2 separate regions of the Anas platyrhynchos genome follow, and region 1 is linked to region 2. The links are chromatin contacts, called in public Hi-C maps. All regions are on one chromosome and are shown on one strand. Each heading gives the region's core, a stretch centred on a gene start, on an enhancer-like site or on the middle of the called end of the contact. The rest is flanking DNA. Distances are from core to core; before and after follow the strand shown.

What was found. A called contact is a pair of places that touch in the nucleus more often than the background predicts.
Region 1: a Hi-C map of F1 follicle shows a contact between it and region 2, with 2.6 times the contacts expected there. The contact joins two enhancer-like sites. A contact is called at or near these places in 4 of 8 Hi-C or Micro-C datasets (F1 follicle, liver, skeletal muscle and 1 more).

Annotation. Positions count from the first base shown.
Region 1 is chr4:66,218,380-66,221,079 of IASCAAS_PekinDuck_T2T, forward strand. SLC2A9 (solute carrier family 2 member 9) reads left to right here. Exons shown (of 16, transcript XM_027457389.3): 4 at 1,871-1,960. Among named protein-coding and RNA genes, the nearest start is that of SLC2A9, 19 kb to the left of the region's middle. Within about 2 kb of position 1,277, at least 4 of the 8 cell types and tissues checked have an H3K27ac peak or open chromatin away from gene starts, as enhancers often do. A contact at or near this core is called in F1 follicle, where this site is marked.
Region 2 is chr4:66,180,761-66,183,460 of IASCAAS_PekinDuck_T2T, forward strand. No RefSeq gene overlaps it. Among named protein-coding and RNA genes, the nearest start is that of SLC2A9, 19 kb to the right of the region's middle. Within about 2 kb of position 1,286, at least 3 of the 8 cell types and tissues checked have an H3K27ac peak or open chromatin away from gene starts, as enhancers often do. A contact at or near this core is called in F1 follicle, where this site is marked.

The DNA of each region.
Region 1 (2,700 bases), core at 27-2,526, 38 kb after region 2:
CATGCCTAATTGTCCTATAGAACTGGGTTTAAAACTAACCTATATTCTACTGCTTTGCCAGAGTAGGAAGTTTTTGCAGAACTGAAATCTGAGCATAAATTTGGTTTACCAATTTGAGACTGAATTTGTGCATGGGGCTTGCTTGCATAGAAACCAACCACATTGTTCACAAGTGTGAACAAGCATTCACATATAGCTACAAACACTGGTTATCAAGTTTATTTATGGTTGTTACAACTCTGGTTATCATATTTATTCTGGCATTTCTGTTTCTAACTTCATAACAATGAAAAAATTCTTCTTGAACATGAAATTAAAATTTCACTGACTTTTCTCTGAATATTCTCTTAGTGACCTTTCAACTTAGGCTTTTTTGTAAATATTGTCTCTCTTTTTTCTCTTCAGTTTATAACTTCAATTAAAAAAAAAATCTTTGATTCTTTTTTGTGTGGTATCTAACAAAGTAATTCTTAATTTGTTTGTCCTATTTCTTGATCATGACTATGTAAATTGCCCTTGAGATGGTTTCTTTGTGTTCTTGCTCAAGCTGATACAAACTTCATAAACCAATCTAAAACTAGGGAAAGCTTAGATCAAAGAAGTAGTTTTGTTTAGTCTGAAAGGATTAGTTCTAGCACAGAGCGGGCTGCTCTTAATTATAAGATGTTGGGTGCCAAGTTTAAGGATGTTTTTAGATAAACACGCTAGAGAATGTTATACAGAACTTCTTTCCTGTCCCTCAAAAGCGATGCTTTCATAATAGTCTCCTTGTAACTGAAGAAGGATGCCCATGTTAAGCTGAAGTAAATTTGATGATAATATCTTTTGAGGACTCAATCCCTTTTTTACCTTCATTGACGTTTATGCAACAGTGTCAAAAATGATCCATAGGAGCTGCCAGGTCATAACCTGAAAGACAAACCAAGCACCACATGCTCAATAATGCCAACTTGAACAAAGTTACTTCAAATCTCATCTAGAATTTGGAATTTCAGCCAACTGATATCTGTACAGCTGCCTCTCTACCTAGTGCATCTTGGATAGTTAAGTACTTGCAAGAATATAGATAATACAATTACATTAGCTATCAGTGTCCTTGAAGAAATGCTGATGAGCCTAACTTAACATGCAATGGCTTTTTAGAGTAAGCAATATGCAGGGAAAAGGCAACATGGAGCACACTTTCTCATACCTAAGATTGTTCTTATCTCCACTTAGCTTTGTGATATGCGGAACTGACAACACAGGTAGTCAGAACTGTTACAGCCTTGTCCTGACCCATGTTTTGTTTAGTATTTAAACCAACACTGATATGAAGTTCCTCTCTATGGCACAAAGTCATAACAAGAGACAGGCTAAATCTTTTTATGAGCTACCGTGCTTTTTGTTACCGTACAGTATGTCTTGTCTCAAAGTTTCAAAGCCTTGTAAAGGTGTGACTCCTGACAAGTGAGTACTACGCATTCTTACACACAAGTACTGGCCCAACACATCACTATTAAATGTCATTTATGCACATGGAATGCTGTGGGTGTTCCTGAATCAGGTCATTTGTAAACAAGTAAGAGTACATGAATGCAGGTTCTAGCCTTAGGCATTTACATTTCAAATGGCTATTGGTTCAAATGTGGGAAGTAAAGCTTTTTCACACCATGTGGCAATGGAAACAAAGACCTCTTGTATAGTATTGCAGCCATACAAGGCAGTTCATTTTCTATTGGATAAAAAAAGATTTATTGCATGAATTCCAGCCAGTGTCTTATTTTTTATTATTATTATTATTGTTAATTATTTATTAGTTCTGAAAAGGTATAAAAAAGTTAAAGCTGGCACAATGCTTAGTTCAGTAATTCAGCTGTTCCTATTTCAGAGAAGAGAACTGCTCTAGCAATCCAAAAGTTGCTTCTGAACTGACTGAATTTCAGAAAGCATTGAGAGTGAAGAATACTTTGGAGAAGTGGTAAGTAATGCCTGGAGTTGATAGTTAGCAAATTCTCAAATTTAGCAACATTAGGGTTTGACTCAGGGAAGGAGGGATAGTTTAAACCTGATAAAAAACAATTTTTTGAAATTTGTCAACAAATATTTTCCTGTGTTTGTCAAATACTCAGTAGAGGAGATAAGATTGTAAATTCTGTGAAATACTGAAATCCAGATAGAGAAATACATCACCTTGTAAACACTCTAGTACTAACACTGCAGATATTGTTAAAAAAAAAAAAAAAAAAAAAAAAAAAAGACAAATTATAAATTTTGTAACACTGTATCAATTCATTACTTAAGAGAACAGGTGTTTCTGGAAGCTGAGGTGTCTACAGTATCTGTGGTGGAGGAGAGCTCTAACTAAATAATTTGGTACCATAGGAATGCTCTGTGATGTATTGAAGTCATACCATACCAGACTCCAGCAATGGCACATTAATATTGGAACTATTTGATATTTTACACAAATAGTATGAGAAGCATTGACTTGCATGGTCTCATTTGCATAGGAATTGATCTGTTTTAACAACACTATTTGCAGGGTAAATAATACCTTCTGTTATTAATGAAATTCCTTAACACCTTTTTTAATCAGATAGTTGTCACTTACAAAAATCTAATACATAAATTGTTCCTGCTTTATATTTGATCTTTACATTGGATGTTGTAATTAATCAATCTTTTCAATAATCAGTTGTGGGTTTATTTTGTATGAGT
Region 2 (2,700 bases), core at 36-2,535:
AGAAATGCTTGTCAGTCCAGATTGCCTGGTCTGCATGATTTACGGTGAGTCTGTTCCACATGAACAAATGAGTCATCCGTATTTAGCAACCCCTGAAAACATGGCTTATCAACCTCAGTCAGGCTGAGATGTCAGGGGCTCAGACTACCTGAGAGCTCCTCGATGTGTCAGCCAGGTCCCAGTGCTTGACTGTGGATTTGCTTTGCTCCATAACACTTGCATAACATTAAAATGGGAAGGGAGGGGTTTCCTGGGAGTAACAGTACCCTGAAGCACTCATAGCCAGGGGTGAATAACAGGCATTTGTGCTGTGATTCAGAGGCTCTGATCATAGGCCAGAAGTAATTTTTGGGTTGGCATATACAACCTGTGTTTTCTGTAGCTTTTTGTTTTTATGCAGTCTGCAGCCTGTGCATGGCCCATGCAGCAACTTGCTACCTGCTGTACCATGCTTCCTCTGGAGGTCTAGCACACAGCACGCTGACCTGCCAGGGCAATGCTGGGTTGCTGCTGCTCTGTAAAGTTCTCAGCATCACTATCAGTGCAGAAACTGTGGTCATGGTAACTGTACCTGGCCACAACCCCACAAGGCAGGAGTAGTGGTGTGGGATGGGGAGGTAGCGTGGAGAAGTTGCTACAGCCAAACAAGGTGATGAGAGGTACTTAGAGACATTTCTGCAGATTTCTCGACAGCATCTATATGGATATGGAAAGAGACCCTTCCTGCTGAGTTTTGCTAATAACCTTAATGGAGAATCCCATCCCAAGCTGTTTAAAAATAAATAAATAAAAAGGAAAAAAAAAAATTGATGTGCACAGCAGATTATGCGATACCTCAGTTTAGAGCCACAGCAACACCTGCATCATAGAAAAATGTAAAATGGAAACATCAGGGTAAGGGAGGGGTTAAGACCCCTCATCAGATCATTCATGTATTTGATGATTTTTAGATTTAGACATTAAGAATGACAATGATCTTAAGTGCCAAATAAAAAGGACTAGCTAGTAGTTACATCTTTGCAAGTAATAATTCCTATGTTATAGGGTGTTATTTAGTCCCCAGAGCTGCTCTACACAAAGGAGAATGATAATTGCTTGTATTAGAAGTCATAAAAGGTCAAATAACTTCTTGACAGTTATCTTTGGTAATGGGGTGCATACGTTTCCTAAATTACTAGATTTAATCCTGGCAGCACTGCGAGGAGAGGCACTCGTCCTGTGCCAGCCCTAGCCCAGGAAGGAGTGAACTGCCAGGAGGGCAGATGCTGTGACCTGCCAGGACACGGCTCTAGCACCAGGTGGCAGAGTAGCACTGGCAATTACATCTCCCACTTCTGCTTTTCCACCTATTTCCAGCAGATTGCGATATCCCCCACTGACACTTCGAAATTACTTCTGTTTCAGAAATTACTTACCTACCTGTTCCCGTGTGTGATTTCAATCTACAGCATGCACAGTAACAGGGATAGTTCACAGCTCTGGCCAAACAGCCCACATCTCAGTTATGTTTGTGTGCCTTCTACCCAGCTTTCTGCTGCTGCTGTTCATTTGCACAGCACTATCAGTGAGCAAAGTACCATATAGCAGGGCACTGATCTAATGGGGAAGAAGTCTGATAAGGAGCCGAGAGTCAGTGCTTTGTATCAGATCAGCAAATTACCATCTCAGGAAAGAAGTCTCTTTCAGTCACATACTATATAGAAAAGTACAAAGATTACTAGAGGCTGTAACCTAGGCAAAAAAAAAAAAAAAAAAAAAAAAAAAAAGAGCTAAAAACATAAATAATATCAGAAATATGTACTTATAATTTTGACTATATGTAGTATTTATTTGTTTAATGATAAGTCTGTAACAATCATTTCTTATGAGGGCAGAGAAAGTGTTGCCTGACCAAATTTGAATCCAAGAGAAGATGAGTTTTCCTTTTGTAATGCAGGCGAGAGGGAGCAGCAAACAGGGAAGATGGTGGGAGAAGGTGGATGCACTGGAGCTTTGGCACTGGTTACTGGAAGGGCTGCGCAGTGCTAAGGGAGTCAGTGAGGTGGCTGATCAGTTAGGAGAAACTCAAAGCTGAAAACAGTGGTGCTTTGTATAGTCACTTTGATGCTGAAACAAAATATGAACCAATAAGTCAATTTATTAGGGGACCATATCATCTATGACTTACCAAAACAATGAGTTAAATCAATTCCTTAAGTATTGTGGTCAGCATAACTTGATTTATTAATATCTAGGTTAACAGAGAATTGGTGAGAGTAGAGGTAAAATCTGAAGTATATAACAAGGTAGCAAAATCAATTGTACAAACAGCTGGAGCCAGAGAGAGTTGCTGACCCTGCCCTGACAACCGTGAATGCCCAGAGAACATCACAGCTGGACTGCGCAAGAGTTGGCCAGCTGAGCCAACAAAGGACTGATATGAAGGAAAGGTCTTTCAAGGTGGCCGTATTACGCTTCATGGTGCTGCCCGACAGGTGCCATTCACATCTGTGGGAGTCTACTGCAGCTGACTGGCTCAGTTGTGCTGCAGAAGTGAACCTTTCTTTATCTGAAATTCCATAGTCCTAATTTGTATTGTAGCCATGTCAAAGCCCATTCCACATACCAGTGGTGTACACTTGAAGGGAGAATCCCATTTACAGTTTTGAGTCACGTTCCTGTCATTCCTGTCAAGTGGGACAGGAGTACAGATTTTATATG